Regions from separate parts of the Pan troglodytes genome. Here region 2 is linked to region 1. Evidence: chromatin contacts called from public Hi-C data. All regions are on one chromosome and are shown on one strand. Each heading gives the region's core, a stretch centred on a gene start, on an enhancer-like site or on the middle of the called end of the contact. The rest is flanking DNA. Distances are from core to core; before and after follow the strand shown. Region 1 holds the start of PAX9 (paired box 9). Region 2 holds the start of TTC6 (tetratricopeptide repeat domain 6).

The links. A called contact is a pair of places that touch in the nucleus more often than the background predicts.
Region 2: a contact with region 1 is called in a Hi-C map of induced pluripotent stem cells, with 5 times the contacts expected there. The contact joins the promoter of TTC6 here to the promoter of PAX9 in region 1. A contact is called at or near these places in 3 of 7 Hi-C or Micro-C datasets (induced pluripotent stem cells and stem cell-derived neural progenitor cells).

What each region holds. Positions count from the first base shown.
Region 1 is chr15:34,890,907-34,893,909 of NHGRI_mPanTro3-v2.0_pri, reverse strand. PAX9 (paired box 9) reads right to left here and starts at 1,523. Exons shown (of 5, transcript XM_063792837.1): 1 at 1,270-1,523; 2 at 1-475. The coding sequence starts at 1,273.
Region 2 is chr15:35,825,452-35,828,454 of NHGRI_mPanTro3-v2.0_pri, reverse strand. It overlaps TTC6 (tetratricopeptide repeat domain 6), which reads right to left and starts at 1,534. Exons shown (of 33, transcript XM_054665996.2): 1 at 1,154-1,534. FOXA1 (forkhead box A1) reads left to right here and starts at 1,887. Exons shown (of 2, transcript XM_001144389.8): 1 at 1,887-2,274. The coding sequence starts at 2,203.

The DNA.
Region 1 (3,003 bases), core at 274-2,773:
TAGATGTGGTTGTAGGGGAGCGCCGGCTGCGGCGTCGGCTGGTGCTGCTTGTATGAGTCGTAATGACCCTGCTGGGCCAAGTTGCCGATCTTGTTGCGCAGAATGCGGCTGATGGAGCTCACGGAGGGCACATTGTACTTGTCGCACACGCCGTCCGCCAGCAGGCGGTCCCGGATCTCCCAGGCGAAGATGCCGGGGTCTCTCTGCTTGTAGGTCCGGATGTGTTTCACCACGGTGGGGGTAGTGACCCGGGGCTTGCTGCCCCCGATGGCTCCTGGCAAGATCGAGCCCGTCTCGTTGTATCGCGCCAGGATCTTGCTGACGCAGCCGTGCGAGACCCGTAGCTGGCGGCTGATGTCACACGGTCGGATGCCCAGTTGGGCCAGTTCCACGATGCGAAGCCGGATGGCGTTGGGCAGCGGCCTCCCGTTCACGAACACTCCTCCCAGCTGGTTCACCTCCCCGAAGGCTGGCTCTGCAAAATGAACACACAGCGCGCAGGGACGCGCACCCGCTGCTTGGGACAGCCGCCTGCCACTGGGCCTCCCTACGCATCCGGGGACTGGGCGAACGCACCCGTCCCGTACTAACGACTGGGGCTGTTCCCAAACCATATGGTCCCTGAACATAGCCGAACGGCCCCAAACCGTCACGGTCCAATCGGACCCCCTCCCTCATTCCTGCCGTGCCGGAGGCCCCTACGGCCAAGTAAAGTGGTGAGATGCCGGGCCTCTCCCAGCGTTCAAAAGTCTCCCGAAGCAGGGGGAGAAATCGGTCTTGACGCCTGAACGCGCTCCTTCTCGCCTGCTCCTCACTAAAGTCCTTGAGCCGCTCCCTCTCTCCACCCATCCCATCCCCAGCGTTCCTTCTGGAGACCCGGCCAGTTAAACAAAGTCTAGGGGAAGCTAGAGGGTGTTTTATTTGTTGTTGTTTGTTTTCTTTTCTTTTCCTGTTTTGTTTGCATGTGTGCGCGCGTGTGAAACAAAACTTGGTTTGCTACTCGGGCTGAGGGGCTCGCTGATGCCACAGCTCCCTTCTCTTAAAATCAGAAAATGGCATCAACAGCCACCCAGTAGCCAGCGTTCACATTGAACTGCTGTGCGCCGCTGACCCTTAGCGTGTTTCTACAACTTGTAGGAACACGAGCAAAGTCAATAGAGAATGTGAGCGCCTAGTGGCGCGCGCCCTCGCGCTCCCTCCCTCCCTCCCTTGCCCGCTCGCTCCCTCCCTCCCTTCCCGGCTCTGACAGAGTCTCCCGCCGCCACTCACCCATTGCTCCGAGCAGTACACCAACCCGGCCCCAGTTCCGCACTCCAAGACAGAAACTTTCCGCACCGCCTCAGTGGCCCGGCCTGTTGCTATCCCGGCCGACCGCCGGCCCCTCCGCTTCTTCCCAGGAGGAGGAGGCGAGAGGGCAAAAGGAAGAAGTAAAAGGAAGTCTGTGCCCCGATGAAAGAGGCTTGAGTTCTGCATTTCAATCTAAGCAGCAACGTGGGCTGGGCTGAGCAGGGCAGGGCGGCTCCGTCTATCACTCACTGGGGACACGCCCTAAAAGGGGCGGGTCCGAGGGCAAGCTGCATGGTGATTGGTGCGGGTCGGTGAGCGACAGCGCAGTCCAGGAAACTCCTTCCGCTGTCTCTTTCAGGCTAGCTCCCCACCTGGGTGACTAAATACAATGAAAATGGGTGTTTGACATCTTCCCAGAAGCGGCACAAAAAGACAGCAAAATCAGGCTGGTAAAATGCTGAATAAACAAATGAAAGCGTTTGGTCTGCATATGAATGACTCGAAGGGGGAAGGGGCCCGAGGAGACCTCCTCCGGGGAACGATGGACATCTCAGAATTGAAGTTAAGGCTATAGGTGGGAGGCGGGCGCCACCGTGCACAGGGGTGAGGGAGTTGTCTTAGCAAAATCTGTCATGCGGGCCTCTGGGGACTGTCAGGAGAGGATCTGTGTCACCTGCCGATTCTACCTCACTTCAGTCCATGCCAGGTGGCGAGAGCGCAGGTGTGAGAAGATAGGCCGGCCAAAGAAACCAGGAGGTTGCGGGGAGCCCGAGCCACAGGTGGGGGCCACTGTTAAGGCCAGGGAGGTTCCTCCTACCGCCAGCTTCCTGCGGCGACCCCCCAGTCCAGGTGGACCGGCCAACCACTAGCCACACAGGCTCGAGGCACGGGCCACGCCGTGTGCGGGGAACTGAACCACAGGCGGCTAACGCTAGCGCACAGCCCCAAGTCGACCAATTGCCAGTGCGTGGGGCACTCACTACGGAGCCCAAGGCTCTGCCACATTCAGCCACTGTCCTGGGCCCCTGGCCCTCGGTGGCAGCGTTTGTGAGGGTTCTCCAAACCAGCGAGCCCTCTCGAAAGAGTTTTGTTTAAATATGAAAGAGACTTAGTCCCAAGACAGTGGACACCGACGCTGCACATGGATGTAATTCCCTCGTCTTCCGTTAAGCTGCCAGAGGCCCTGTGGTTCTGCCTACTTCTGAATTTTCACTTTTATTCACTGTAAGTCTAATCTAAAGTGTACCGTATGCTTTTTTGCAGCCAAAGTTATTAATATTTGCAGTTAGGGTTGTGGAGAATGTGAATCAAAATAATAGACAAGAGAAATATTTTCGTGAATTTGGGAGTTTGTACTGCTTGGGGTCGTGAACTCTGTTACTGCTACTTGACAATCCAGAAGGCTCCTTGTGCACACAGGATTCAGGCTGCTTCCCCAACAGTCCCCAGGGATGTGTGTGGCTGCGGTCTACACCCAGAGAAGCTGACTGGTCCCAGATCTCAGGTCAGTAAGTTGCAAGAACCCAGGAAAAAACTATGATCAGCCATGCTTCTGCAAAGGAACAGATCTCCAGATTCCCACTTCTATGGTTAGGATGCACTCTAAATTCAAAATTACCTAACAGAATGGAGGATGTGAAAGGTAAAGATGAACTAAAACACCACTCTTTAGAATCGGAATCTTGGGGGAAATCCCACAACTAGACATACTTGAAC
Region 2 (3,003 bases), core at 285-2,784, 930 kb before region 1:
ACTGATGGGACAACTTGCAGTCACAGGAGCAGGCTGCATTAGGGAGGGTTCCTGCCCTACTGAGTTCCAGGTGGATTTAATTTCACTCATTCCTTTCCTTATGATGTGACGTTTCTACCCCCCCCCCACCCTTTTTGTAAAAAAAAAAAAAGTAATCCAATGCTTTTATCTTTTTTTATTTCCTTAACTGCACATCTTCACCCTCTCTGCTCCCCTGCTGACTTAAGAGATTTGTTTGGTTCAGGGATTTAAAGTGATTCTCTTGCCAGATTTCAAGTAAAAGAGATTTAAAAGAACAAAGCACAGGGAAAAAGGTATCTGTTTGGAAGACAAGTTAAAACACATTTCTTAAAATGAGATTAATAACATTTTAAAAACTTTGCAAAACAAGAAGATTTTGCGGATTCTTAATTACTTTAGATTTTATTTTATTGTTACTTAAGGAAACCTAATGGTTCTACAGGCAGTACAACAAACACACGGTCACAGACACTCAGAAACACACACACTCAGTCACACATGCTCAGAAATATACAAACGGTCACACACTCAGAAACACACGCACCATCTCCCAATCTATCACCAACTAATTGCCTATCACCCGGTCACTTCAGCTGTTCTCTCTCCCAGGACAAGTGGGCAACCACCACCCAGGGCCTCATGAGAGTAAAGAGACTTTGCGTTGGGAAGACTCTCCCACCGACGTCCAGGACCGATTAGGAACCAAGCGAGCCCCTGAGATCTCAGCCCGGACCCTCCGGGTCACAGACAGGACCAAGCGCCGCTGCGGGCAGTCTCGGGCTTCTGCCTGGCATCTCTTTCGCAGTGCAGATGCGTTCCCGCGCCCAGGCCTTTGCTCTCCCAGCTAACGCGCGTGTTATGGGAGATGTCCCCTCCCCCTGACCTTTTCCTATCAGAAACCAGACGGTCGTCTCCAGCTCACTCCCTGAAGCGGCTGAAGGGGGGCGGGAGGAGGAGCCCGGCAGAGGGAGGACGGCCCGACTTGGGTCCGCCTGCCCTATCACACAGACATCTGCTCTCAGTTTCTTCCTCTTTGTGGTCGCTACAGATGACAAGGGGAGAGGAGCGGACCGAGGCGGAACAAAAAAAAAAAAGTTATGTCATAAAGATATAAACCGGTGCTGTGACTCACCTGCTCTTAGCCGCAGGTACGAGTTTCGTGGCAGCGCCTCCGCTCTGCTAGCCCGGGGCCCGGGTCGGCCTAACGTCACTTGGCTCGGCTGACTCAGATGACCCGGTTTCTAGTGACGAAGCAAAAGTGGGGCTTTTTCCCTTTTCTAGTCTGAAGCTCTCAGGAGGAAAGAAAAAAAAAAAGGCTGTATTCTCCAGTCTCCCGGGGTTGAACTTTGGGTCAGGAATCAGGAGGGAGGAAGCAAAGAGCAGGAGGGGCGCGAGACTGGGCCGCAGCCCGCGCTCGGAAGGTGGCGTGTACCTCTGGGGAGGGACCCCGGAGTCAGTTATCCCACAAGGTCTCTAAGCCCAGTCTCCGACGCCACCGCCCCCGGCCTTCTCCGGCTGCGAGGTTCCGATCCAGAGCCCTAGCCCGCCCGCCCGCCTGGCCCCGCCTATTTTTTCTTTTTCCAAAGGGGGTTACACCCCCTCCCACCCCATTTCCCTCTTTCCCTAGCCTCCGGGCCTAAACCAATTACACTGCTTTGCAAACAAAGTGAGGGCCCCGCTTGGGGGAGGGGTCGCGGGGGAGGGGTCGCGCGCAGCGGTGGCGCGGCGGGGCGGGAGGCGCGGCGGCCGGACTGGCGGGCGGCCGCCTTGCAGGTGCACCTCGGGCTTTGTAGGTGCGAGCGTCTTTGTGCGGCGGACAAATGGGGAGAGGACGAGGAGGTGGGCACTCAAGCGACGTAAGATCCACATCAGCTCAACTGCACTCGCCTCGCAGAGGCAGCCCGCTCACTTCCCGCGGAGGCGCTCCCCGGCGCCGCGCTCCGCGGCAGCCGCCTGCCCCCGGCGCTGCCCCCGCCCGCCGCGCCGCCGCCGTCGCCGCCGCCGCCGCCGCGCACGCCGCGCCCCGCAGCTCTGGGCTTCCTCTTCGCCCGGGTGGCGTTGGGCCCGCGCGGGCGCTCGGGTGACTGCAGCTGCTCAGCTCCCCTCCCCCGCCCCGCGCCGCGCGGCCGCCCGTCGCTTCGCACAGGGCTGGATGGTTGTATTGGGCAGGGTGGCTCCAGGATGTTAGGAACTGTGAAGATGGAAGGGCATGAAACCAGCGACTGGAACAGCTACTACGCAGACACGCAGGAGGTGAGAGGCGAGGCGAGGCGGGCGGCCGGTGGGGCGCCGCTGGAGCCCGTGCCGGGGGAGGCCGGGGAGCGGTGGGCGCCAGGCAAGGCAGGCAGGCGGGCCGGGGGCGCCTTCTCGGTGCCACCGCTGCCCGCCCGCCGGTGTGGCCCCGGCCGGGCCTTGGCCGGGCCTGGAAGCGGGACCTGCTGCCCTGCTCTGTCCCGACTCTCGCAGCCGGAGAGGGAGTTTTAGGAAACTCCGGGCTTTGAAAACAGCGGCTCTAGGAAGCGCTTGCCTCTTCCCAGCAGCGAGCGGGAGCAGGAGCCGGGCCCGGGGTGCAGCGGGCGGGCGAGCGCCGGTGCGAGTTGGAAGCAACTCTGAGAAAGCCGGAGCATACCCACAAGGCGACCTCTTCGTCCCACCGTTTAATTCGCAGACGTCTTCTGATTAAAGCGCTCTGCCGCCAAGTTGGGTGTCTCAATAATGAAACGATTTCTAAATTTTGTAAAACTTGTTCTTCAAAAGCCCTATTTGGGGAGAAGTGTGCTCCTTCTCTAAAACCGCTGGGTGGCGCTAGTGCGACCAAAATATTCTTCACAACTCTGGGCCGAGAACCTGTTTCTCTTCATTGTCCCCTTGGTGGCACGTTCATGGGGGTTATTTTTACAATGTGCACAAAAGGATTACAGGGAAAACCAGTTACAGGGAGGACTACCACCTATTAAAAGTATTTTTCTGGAAACAGCTGGC